2 separate regions of the Rattus norvegicus genome follow, and region 1 is linked to region 2. A link is a contact called in public Hi-C data. All regions are on one chromosome and are shown on one strand. Each heading gives the region's core, a stretch centred on a gene start, on an enhancer-like site or on the middle of the called end of the contact. The rest is flanking DNA. Distances are from core to core; before and after follow the strand shown. Region 1 overlaps Setd3 (SET domain containing 3, actin N3(tau)-histidine methyltransferase). Region 2 has its middle 31 kb from the start of Bcl11b.

What was found. A called contact is a pair of places that touch in the nucleus more often than the background predicts.
Region 1: a contact with region 2 is called in a Hi-C map of kidney, with 2.6 times the contacts expected there. The contact joins two enhancer-like sites. A contact is called at or near these places in 6 of 12 Hi-C or Micro-C datasets (the A7r5 cell line, kidney, liver and 2 more).

The regions. Positions count from the first base shown.
Region 1 is chr6:132,788,667-132,795,064 of GRCr8, forward strand. Setd3 (SET domain containing 3, actin N3(tau)-histidine methyltransferase) reads right to left here. Exons shown (of 13, transcript NM_001346470.1): 9 at 5,508-5,582; 10 at 4,368-4,534; 11 at 3,472-3,557; 12 at 808-968; 13 at 1-81. Among named protein-coding and RNA genes, the nearest start is that of Setd3, 63 kb to the right of the region's middle. Within about 2 kb of position 2,490, at least 38 of the 93 cell types and tissues checked have an H3K27ac peak or open chromatin away from gene starts, as enhancers often do. A contact at or near this core is called in kidney, where this site is marked.
Region 2 is chr6:132,718,919-132,724,667 of GRCr8, forward strand. No RefSeq gene overlaps it. Among named protein-coding and RNA genes, the nearest start is that of Bcl11b, 31 kb to the left of the region's middle. Within about 2 kb of position 4,188, at least 4 of the 93 cell types and tissues checked have an H3K27ac peak or open chromatin away from gene starts, as enhancers often do. A contact at or near this core is called in kidney, where this site is marked.

The sequences.
Region 1 (6,398 bases), core at 1,240-3,739, 68 kb after region 2:
CTCCTTCTCACCCAAGCGCAATTTGATGGCCATCGTGGCACGGACAGAGAGGTCAGGGTTTTTCAAGACAGTCTTATCTTCCTGGGGGGGCGAGAGACATCAAGTTAATGACAAGAACTCTAAATTGTCGAAGCAGCACCAAGCTGCAGCTCAGCCTGAGAGGGTAAGGTGCTAACAGCTTTTAAACTGAGGCTTCACATCGCCGAATGACCCAACACTTCCAGCAAAACTGCAGCTGACTCAGGGCTCTTGTTACAGTAAGTCCGTACTCTCAAAACAGAGCTAAGGCCAAGTTAAATGGAGCCAACACAGAATGGAGGGCATCACTTGCGTTCATCTCTGTGATTGGAGCCCCATGTGGGCCTAGAGTGAAGGCTAAAAATTAAAAAAGAAGAGAGAAACAAGTCTTCCAGCCAGGCCTGGTGACAGCCTGTAATCTCAGCTAGTCAGGAGACTGTCAGCATGGTGATAAGTTCGAGGCCTGGATGACTTTAGTGACACTCTGTCTTGAAAATAGGACGGGGGTTTGGCTGTACGACAAGCCTCTGTATGCTGGTGCACAGGAGAGAGAAAGAGCTGAGGGAGGGATGGGGGATAGGAGGGGAAGAAAAGCTTATATTTGTGGTATCATGAATTAAAGATAGTTTTTAAAAGTACTAACTGTGTAAAATTTATCAAGTGCTATTAAAATCAACATGATAAACTGTGAAACACTGGCACCAAATAAGGAATGTCACATATACATTGCTGAGAATCAGAATGAAGGACTAGAAACATGCCAAGCATGATCTTCATTCATCTAATTACCTCAATTGTCGTTTTATATGTTTTTAAAAGAAGTGAGGCTCTATCTTCCAGAAATGTCCAAAGTTTGACCTCATTGTCCCAGCTGACAGGAAACTCCGAGTTCCCCAGAGTGAAGATCCTGTCAATGGCGCTGTCCCCTAGCAAGTGCTCTTTCAGCTCCTCTACAAGAGACACACATAGCAGTCAGTCGGGAAGGCAGCACAGCTCACTCTGACAAGCCGTCCGTCCTCTATGTCCCCCAGCACAGTCTTCCAGGCTCTCTGAGCAGAGGCACAGCTAAGTTCCAGGCCAGGAGGTCAAGTGAGGCCTCCCTGAAAGGCAGTACTGACTCATGCCCAACTCAGAGAGGGACACTGAGAGCCTTGAGACAGGCTCGGAAGACTATGTCTGAAGACATCTATGGCCACACCCTCACTATGACAGAACTGTTCTTGCTAGCCCTGGAGTAAAGACCTCACCTTACCAACTGGTGTCAAGGACACCGAGGAGGAAGGAACAGCTCAGGTTGAGTCCTGGGTCCTTCTAGAGGTCCCAGCTTCACCACATGGCAGCTCACAACCATCTGTGCCTCTAGTTCCAGGATAGTCAACGCTTTCTTCTGGCCTCTGTGGCCACTGCACACACATGGTATGCAGACAGACATACGGGCACACATACATAAATAAGATAAAATAACATCTTAAAGATACTGGGAGCCACTGTCGTCCTGGTAACTACACACGTAAGCCAAAGATGGAGAAGCAAGTACATGGACTGTAGAAACCTGACTCAAAGAAAAGTGAGTCAGTCTCAGTCAGAGTCAGCCTGCCTGCCCCCCTCCCAGCTTCTCTCCCTCTCCCTCGCTCGCTCTCAGCAATCTAAACCACACAGAAACACAGCCTCTCAATACCTTACAGATCTGTGTAAGAAGAATAACTCAGCAATGGCTCTGAGCGTTCCTCTCCTGCCCATCCTGTTCAGTTCAACAAACACACCCAAGCTTCTTATGTAACTGTGAGACAGTCTCTCTTTCAGAGCTAAATGCCCTACAGCTGTCACTATTTACAATTCAAATCGGGAGCTGTGCTGCCAGCAAACCAAACTTTATTAGTATTAGTTGGAGTGGTTCACAGACTCCATCGATTGATTGTCTGTGACGACTGAGAAGACAAACTGTCTTCTGAGAAGAAACTACAGAACAGCACCAAACACAAGAGATTTTTAAAAAGGGCATGTTATCTGATGTTTTAAAAATGACTATCTAGTTCCAAGGTAAAATTCAGGCTTAACCTTTCATAGAGATAAAGATATTTAAAAAAAAAAAAAAAAAAAAAAAAAGCTTCTTTAGAAACAGAAATTTCTTTCCAGAAGTTTCCAGTTCTGAGCCACTGCCATCACTGTTCCTGGCCTCCCAGCGCCATGGCTGCAGACAAGCCATACAAAGCAGCCACTGGCCTGACCTAGACACCAAACCTTTCTTGTCCCTGTCATCCTTTCCCCAGAGGTTCCCGGGCCCAAGGTGGCCTGAGTCTCTCTTGCTGAGTAAGGGCAGTCCCCTGCCTGTGTCTACAGGGAATACCTCATCCTACTCTTCCCCCTACCTTCCCCCCACCATCACCACATGCAAATACACCAAGAATTGCCCCATGAATTCTATCAGTTGCACATCAGCAGGAACATGGGACTGTCTGGGACAGGGACTCTGGAAGTAGCTAGGTTGGCTCTGGGTCAAGGCCACCAGTCATTAGCTGAGCAGCCCTTTTCTCACTCTTCACACTCTGAACTGGAGACTCCACCAGCGTGATAGGAAGCACCTTACAAGGCACAAGATAAAAACACAGGAAGCACCGTGTAGAACACTGGGCATGGCACAAGCTACAGGGACTGCCATTACCAGCGTTCCTCCCCCGCCCCACCCCCCTAGATTCCTTGCTCATTAAATATAGAAGAAAATACCACAGACCACCCTAGCCTGTACACAGAAAAGTTTCTGTGTGATGGAAGGTGCTTGCTCTTCAGGGACAGCTACCCTGTCTCACTCTGGTTCCCGATAGCTTCGTCTCTACTGTCTACACTCTAGGACTAAGTTCTTGTACACTCAGGCTTCCTGTCAAGCCCTGAACCCACAAGAGATGGGGACAGCAGGGACAGCCACCTATCCATGGCTGCAATGACTGCTTTAGCCAGCTGCACTTCCCTAACACTTAGGTGGCTTTGTTCTAGAAAAACATTTAACTGTTCAGTAAATCATTTATTCTCTAGCCCAGCCATTCTGTGTAGGGTTGAAGGTAGTATAAAACAACAGGCCCCAGCACGGATGAAAGCCCCAGACCAGCAACTGGGCACACAGTCGAGGGTGTGAACAAAAGCTCGAGCTCACCAGGCCACTGGGCACAGCCGGCTCAGAGGACTTGTCCTAAGCAAGCAGAAAACTCAATACATGGATTTAGTCCTTCCTGCGTCTGAAACACGGAGTTGTGGCCAGGAACATTTTGTCTTATACAGGTGCTGTCTGCAGTATTTCTTACCATCCCAGGATGTTTGGACTCTTCAATCCCAGTGGACAACAGATTAGTTCTCTCTCCAATATTGCCACCTTCCCCTACCATCTTAAGAATTTTATCTGTAATTTGAGCCACCTCCCCATGCTTTACAATTTAAGAAGAAAAAAAAAACTGTTTTTACCTTCAGTCATGCAGAATACTCGGAGAAAAGCTAGAAGCTGGGCAGAGATGGGTGGCTCAGTAAAATGCAATGCAAAAACACTGGATCTGAAAACAACAAAATCTGAGGTCAGGCCCACAGTTCCTCCAGAGGAAGATGCCCGGGCCCTCACACAGCAGAGCTGAGCCTCACTACATGGTAGGCACGCACCTTGGAAAGCATGAAGCTGGTGGGTGGGGAAGCCCTGCCAGGCCCTGGCCACTCTTGCCAGCATGCCTGCTGCCTGACCTGACTCTGGGGTCACATCCTCACAGTGAGAGAATTAAACACACCCACAGTCCTTACGAACATTAACAGTAATTCATGTTGAGCTCACACTTTATCATTAATCAAATATTGACAAGCTCAATAAAAAAAAGTTCAGATAATCCATTTTCATTAAGAATGGTTCCTCTAGTCCCCGGAAAACTAATAAATCATAATTCTCATCTTCTTTACCACTTCACACCTCAAATGCAAGAAAATTTAAAGAAACTAACCAGAAATTCATGGAATCAGTGAGGATCATGACTTCATTACCGAAACTAATGGTGGCAAAGAATTAAACAAAACAAATTGATCCATGTCGTTAGCCTTTTCAAGGTGAAAGACATTAATGACACCGGAGGGCTTCTTTAACCTGAGGACTGCAGGCCAGCTCCCCTGGAACTAGCTGCGAGTGCTAGCAACACCCTTCTACCTATCTGAAGCACTGGTAAACGACCACACGGCCAAGGTCTGGATCTGCTGTATAACGGGATAAAGGGGTTGAGACACACTACTGTGGAGAACTCTATTAACACACAGATTAAACACTACGTTATAGAAATACCACACGCACCAAAGGGAAGAGCCAAGCCAGGATATTCTCTACGTACGTTGGGATGCCAGCCCGAGCCAAGACCTCAGCCTTCATAGCGTAGAGCCTGTCACTTTTACTCACTCCAAGCTTTATTTTCACTCTGTCGTGTGAGTTATTGTCAAAGAAAAAACCACTGTGGATCACAAACTCTGCATTTGACCGAGTGCCGTAAAAAATGTAAATCTAAGATGCGGTAGAGAAGAAATAGAAGGACATAAAACAAACTTAGTACGTGCTCTTCAAACAGAGCAGAGCAACAGGCTTAGTCCTCATGTATATTCACACTACTTTACACAGCAGACAGGCCTCCATAGTAACCACACATCTGCTCGGTAGAGCATGCTGCATGGAAGGTGTACGTGTGCAACCCTTCTAAGTCCCCAGACTCGTATCTAAGGAGAGTAAAGCCAAACACACATGTCTACTACGAGTAGGCAGGGGGAGAAGGGCCCAGGGACATACTGACCCCGGCCTGCTAAGCCTCTCCACACAGACTGCCCCTCTTAAACTGTACTTTAGAATGTACCGCGTCTTCCTTTCCTTCCAAAACAGGGGAACACTCTAGAATAGGCCTTTAAATTAACTTCTGTCAGAAGCCCACTTCCACAGCCTGTGCACTTTCACACTAACAGGGCTGTGAGTTTTCTGAAGGGCAGACCAAGTGGAAAGCGGTGTCTGTCTCTATTGGTTTTCTATTATGTGCTGGGTTGTAAAACTAATAATTACAGAGATTTGTAGATGTGTGTTTCAAATTGACTGGGAAATTTAACTGTGCCTCTACTCAAATTATTAGATAAAAAATATACACATCACAGTGAAAGTCTAAGAGGACAGGAATGATTGTTCTAAGTCCCTTAGGTTTTAGCAACCTAACCCCCATCTCTTTTAAATACCATCTCTTTATAAAGAAATGCAGCTTATGAAAGGAAACATTTGTTTCAGTATTATGTGACAAACTCTATTTTGGCTAACAGTATTGCATAGTGCAAACAGCTACATTGTTTTCTTCGAGGATGCAAAGTACAATTCAAAGCATCTTTCTGACTCAAGATTTGGTCAGAAAACAACCCTAAAGATCAGTGTCCCAGCTCCTCCCTCTGGCCAACGCCTCCTAAGGATAACAAAGCCACCCCTCAGCTAGAATGCTGAAACCTACCTGATCTCCAGCCTGAAAGTCCTGCAGAGCCACGCACTCACAGCGGTCATCTTCCAGGTTATAGCCAGTTGTGATCTAGGCAGCAGAGAAAGACAGGGTGATGAGGCAGCCATCCCTCAGGACAAAGGTGTCTAGTGGTGCTCACAGGGCAGCAAAGGCTTTCAACATTCAAGCAAAGAGCTGGTGAGGATGTCAGCCATTTCCATGCACACCAAAGATTGTACAGGAAACTGAAGTCTGAAAGTAAACAAACCTCTCTTGGAAAAGACAATGGGCATCACTTCTGGAACTCCACCAAACACACTATGAAAACCACTGCCTTTGAGCCCTGAGGAAGGTCTCCACAGAAGACAAGACACATACTACACTGGCAGTCGTGCTTGTTCACTAGTCATGGGTGTTTCTGGGGTCTGTAATTACCGACAAGCTTTACTTTTATATAACTTTTTTCCAGGGAGAAATCAATGTGGGGGCAGGATTTAGTTCAGTGATAGAGCACTGGTTTACTATGCACAAGGACCTGGACTCTTTTTACCAGCAACACATAAAAAGTGGGTTTTTCGGGGTTGGGGATTTAGCTCAGTAGTAGAGCGCTTGCCTAGGAAGCGCAAGGCCCTGGGTTCGGTCCCCAGCTCTGGGGAAAAAAAAAAAAAAAAAAAAGTGGGTTTTTCTACTGTGTAAGAATCAAGAAGACAAGAAAAGAGTGGCTTCTAAGTCACAGACATACTTTACTCTGTAATCACAGTCACCTAAACTCTCAGGTAAGCAAAGGCAAGTAAAGAGTTATTAGTTCCTCTCTGTTTACTAAGAGTCTCTAAGCCCACATGGCATAGACAGTACAGAAACGTCCCTAGCCTGACCCCAATGGCACAGCTGTCTTGGCAAGGTCTC
Region 2 (5,749 bases), core at 2,938-5,437:
GCCTGTAATCCCGGAACTCAGGAGACTGTAGCAGCAAGGCCAGGAGTTCAAGTCAGTGTGGGTCATGTAGCAAGTTCTAGGCCATCCCGGGACCCTGTCTCAAACAAAACCAAAGACAGACAGAAAGGATGCTCTGTCATTCAAGTTCCCAAGTCCACACCCACTGATCTGTGCCCTGGACCCTACCCTGTGGTATATTTTATGAAATCAGACCCATCCTAGCTAACCCAGGAGTTGTCTACACAGCAGCACCATGAGTCTCTACCCGTTCACCCATTGTTATTCAATCAGTGTAGACTAAACAGTGGCTTCAGCTAATGACTCCCCCTTCACGAGGGCCTCAGGCCCCATCTTCACCTGCCTTTCTCTTAGCTGGTCATTGCCATGACTTCTGGCCAGCTCCTCTGGCTCCCTGGCGATGGAGCAGAAAACAGTGAAGTCTCCCATGGAGCCCAAGATTATGAATCCCCGAATGGGGCTGGGCAGAAGGCCTAGATATGAGTGGCCTGTCTCTGCGGTTGACTGCTGGTCCCTGGGGAGCATTAGCCAACCTCTATGACCACGGCATCGTACTTGGTCAGCGCATGGGGTACACATTCATCTAGCCCAGGAGGTAAAACAGATCAGGGGGTGAGGAGGCTGAGGCGGGAGGGAGATCTGAAGCAATCGGCAGGAGCCTGGAACAGAGGGGGACAACCTCTTGGTAACATGAGGGGTCGGAGACTCTGCACGTGTGCCACGCTGGCATAGACTTGCCCACAAAGGCGTACAAAAAGGGGAGCATGTGCAAGAAGTGGGAAGTCCCTCTTGTCTGGTTCCCAGCTTCTTAAACTTCAGGCCATGACCCTGTCCGAGGTCACATTACCGAGTCACTGTTCTGTTGCTGTGAAGAGGCACCATAAACACAACAACTCTTATTTAAAAAAAAAACATTACTTGTCTTTTTTTTTTTCTTTTTTTCAGAGCTGGGGACCGAACCCAGGGCCTTGCGCTTGCTAGGCAAGCGCTCTACCACTGAGCTAAATCCCCAACCCTAGGGGGGGTGGCTGTCTTAATCAGGGTGGCTGCAATGAGACATGATATCCAAAAGGCAAGTTGGAGAGAAAGGGGTTTGTTTGGCTTACACTTCCACATTGCTGGTCACCACTGAAGGAAGTCAGGACAGGAACTCAAACAGGGCAGGATCCTGGAGTCAGGAGCTGATGCAGAGGCTACGGAGGGATGCTGCTTACTGGCTTGCTCCTCATGGCTTGCTCAGCTTGCTTTCTTATAGAACCCAAATCTTCCACAATGGGCTGGGCTGGGCCCTCCCCCATTGATCACTAATGGAGAACAGCTGGGTCACAGGGAGGCATTTTTCTCAACTGGGGCTGCTTCCTCTCTGATGACTCTAGCTTGTGCCAAATTCACACACGCACGCATGCACGCACGCACGCACACAAATCAGCCAGGACAGTGGCTTACAGTTGAGATGGTTCAGTCCATTGTTGGTGGGAGCATGGCAGCATGCAGGCAGACAGGGTGCTGGAGAAGTAGCTGAGAGTTCTACATCCCGATCTGTAGGCAACTGGGGTCAGGGGGTGGGGGTTGAGCACCAAGCCCAGCCCCAATGACACATTTCCTCCAACAAGCCACAGCTCCTAATCATTTTAAACAGCGCCACTCCCTGCTGATTAAGAACTCAAATATATGAGCCTATGAGGGCCGTTCTTATTCAAACCACCACAGTGGGTATAAGGAGGTCCCAAAAAGACTGGCAATAGTAGAAGGTTTCAGAAAGTGCCAGCAAATGAAAATTAATTCAAAAACGGATGCCTAAGGAAACCGCTTCCGGCTGGTGTAGTTTCACTGCAGTTTCGTTCTGAGCGCACAGTGCGCTCACGTGACACTGCACACACTCACACACCACACAACACCAACATCTAACACTGCTGGTGACGATGTAGATCAGTTTAAAGACTGCCGTGAGTTACTTTCCTGTTTGTTTTTTTTTTGCTTGTTTGTTTTGCAATACTGGGGCTTGAACCTAGGACCTTGTGACTACCAAGCAAGCGTTCTACCACCAAGCCACAGCTGCAGCCCTATTGAACTCCATGAATTGTAGCACTTTTGGTGCTAATGTGGCTTTCAGCACATAACATAATAGTTAATTACAGTAAAAAAAAAAAAAAGACTTCTAATATTTCCTGTTCAGCATGTAGGTCCTCAGGATGTATCAAATTGTTACCTTTTTGGAATAGTCTATGTTACGATGTTTTGTTTTAAAAATTAACTGTTTGGGTCGCTGACTTGAGTTCCGTTTTAAAATATATCCTTAAATGAGCTTTGGTTTAGAATTGGATAGAATTTACAGCAGCTTCTAAAATGATCCTAAACATGCTTTTCTTGTTGGATACTGTATCAGTTACTTCTCTGCTGCTATGACAAAAATGTCATGACCAGGGCAGTTTACATAAGAACATTTATTTGGGCTTATGGTTCCCAGAAGATAAGAATCCACCATAAGAGGGAACTGTAGCAGCAAGCAGCAGATATGAGGTAAGAACAAGGGCAGAGAACAAACCGGAAATAGACAAGTTTTTTACTCTCAAAGCCCGCCCCCAAGGGTGTACTTTCTAAAAAAAAAATACAGCGCCCCCTGCTGGCCGTATAGGGAACATTTCTCACTTAAGTCAACACATAAACCTTGCTTATTCATTTGAAGCAGCGTCCTCAACACAAACAATTATGATATCAAAATATCCGTCACCTCTGGAAATGCCGGAGATCTTCTGCATCCCAAAAATGTCAAATGTTCATCCAAGATTTAAGTGTCGACGGAACATGAGCAAGCACGCCCATCTAATTAATATGCAAATTTGCTCTAATGTTTAATAAATGATAAGGTGATATGTGTACCACAGAACTATTTTAAATTAAATGCCTTTGCGGCTTATTATTGGTAAGCGTGTGGCCGATGTATCTATTTCCAACATGGGGAATCATACATAAAATCATACACTGGGTGAGGGCCAGTAAGATGGCTCAGTGGGTAAAGGTGCTTGCCACCAAACCCAAGGACTTGAGTTCAATACCCAGGAACACACACGATGGATGAAGAGAACTGACTCCCGCACATTATTCTCTGATCTCCGCACGTGCACCCTGACACTTGTGCCCCACCCAAATAGATAAATAAATTAATGTCAATGTTTTTTCTATTTCCAGTGTGAAAAGGATCACTAGTAGAAAAAAAAACCCAAAAGAAAAGCAAGCCCGTCTCCGTGTGTCCCAGCTTCCTGTTTGTAAAATGGGAGCTGTGAAACCCCCGCCCCCACCCGGGTATGTGAGAATAGGAACGAGAGATGTGGCGATGGAGGGCCTGCTTTTTGAGAGTGGTTTTGGCTATGGGAAAAGCTGGTCAAGGAGAAGTAATATGCTGCTTTTGCGACTTCCTGCGCAACGATTGTTGCTTCCAAATAAATAAACAAACAAACATAAGCACGCTGCACAAGAATCCTTCAGAAGAGCATTGGTTCCTGAGTCAGCAGCAGAAACCTTGTAAGCTGGTTTCCACTCGTCAGCCCCGAGAGGCTGTACCTGTCAACAGATCTGTGGCCAGATTGTTTATGGCGTCCATAAAGACCCACCTAGGTTGACTCGAATCCGCTTTGAAATATGTTGATAACTATATTTCAGTATCATTAGCTTCCTTTCAATCCCTTAGCTTTGTCTCCAAGGCCCCAAGAAAGCATTCTTCTGAGAAGAGGGCCCCCAGCTGCCTCCGGGTCCAGGGCACAAAGCCTTTGACACTGTCCTGGGGCCCAGGTTGTCTGAGAGCCACCTGCTTGGTTGAGGGACTGCGGTGCAGACGGGGGACTGGTGAGACCATGGGGCCCCTGGTTTCCAGCCCACTTGAAAGAAAGCAACTCTTCCAGGAGAAGGAAACGTTCTTGTCCCCCTGGCCCACGGCCACCTCGAGTGCATGTTTACTCTAGCAGGTGGAGTCCACACCAGGTCCACTCTGGGGCTGCACGGTGGCCTTTGAGACTGAGAACAATGACACATTGTGGCCCAGCTACAGATAAAAGAGAAACTTGGTCCAACTGCCAAGCAAAAGCGACTGTCCTTCAATATTAATGCCCAAGGTGTGCCTGCCCACACCCTGGCACTTTCGCCTTTCTGGCCGTTGTGTAGAAGGTGATCCCGCTGCCGCTAATGGGGGTGCAAAGGCCAGCATGCCGGGCACTTTATTGTCAGCTGCCTCAATAATCTTTAACCTTCACTGGTCAAAGGGCTGAAACCCAGAAAGACTAAACAAACATGGGTTGGGCCCACAGGAGAGTGACTCAAGACTGGAGGAACCAGCAGGCACCCCATCTTCCCCAACCCTTATTGATGCCCCAAAGTCCATAAAGGGGGTCCGAACACTTAGAGCAAGAACTCAAGACCCACTGTCTCTCTACTCTATGGAGTCATGAGATGCGGGACACCCAGATGCTAGCTTTATGCTGCAAATTCAAAAGGGGTGAGCTGTTGCCTCACTCGCCGGCCATAGCTGGGTCTGGAGTTGAGGCTGGACCTACTGTAGGAGCAGCCCATTAGGGAGAGGAAAGGATTTGTGAGGCATCAGATACGCCCCCAGGCTAAGCTGGTGCAGCTCACCACATGCCTGCCCTTCTGTACCCTCAGTTTTCTTACTTGGACGATGGGCACACAGGTGACTTTTCTCAGTATCATCTGCCAGCCACTACAACTCAGGGAGCATTCGTTTGTAGCCAGGACATTCCTCGCTTCAGTTCTCTTAGGACCTGGGTAGGGGGCTTCATAAGCTCCGTTTTGCAAACAGGAAATGGAGACACAGAGAGATGGATTTGCCCAATGGTTACCCCAAGTTCTGCAGCCAAGCATCTGTGAGACCCAGATTGCTCTCTTCCCCCTTGATTATGTATGGAAGTACAAAAGTTGACCGTGGTGGCTGTACACTTAGGGATTGTGGCTCAAACCTCGGATTTGTAGGTGTGAGTTCGTGTCCTATGACTTCCTCTCTCTGAAACTGAGGAGAATCCATGGGGTGGGGTAGGGTGGGGGGCAGGAGGTCAGTGGCATCTACTTTTTCAATTTTTCACTCTCCATCTTTTTTGGAGGTAGGAGTGCGGGGGTTGGTTGTTTGAGACAAGGTTTCTCTATGTATGTAGCCTTGGCTGCACTGGAACTCATTCTATTAGACCAGCAGGCTGGCCTCGAACTCACAGGGATCCACCTGCCCCTTCCTCTGAGTGCTGGGGTTAAAGCTATGTGCCACCAACGGCTGGCTTTCATCATAGATGAATGGATAGATGGGTGGGTGGGTGGATGGACGGATGGACGGACGGGCAGACAGATGGACAGACAGACAGACAGGGTCTCTCATTGAACCTGGAGGTCATTGGTTCAGCTACAGTGGCTGTGAGATCCTCCTGCCTCCACCCTCCCAACTCTGAGACTGTAGATGCCGCCTCGGCGTGGGGATCTGGATTCAGGTATTCATGCTTTCGACGCAAACACTCCTGGGTAGCTCTCCAGCCTGCAGCGACTGTTCCCTTCCCATCCTAAGGAGGTTTGAACACAGCACCAAGGATCTGAATCCATTTTAAGACACAAAGACAGAAATCCGAGAGTCCCTCGGGGGTCCCTAGTCACTTAGAGGCTCACATTTCTGTCTCATTGCCTAACAAGAGAGGCCACTGTGCACAAGAAAGTCAAGAAGAACCCAATCTGACCCCATCCC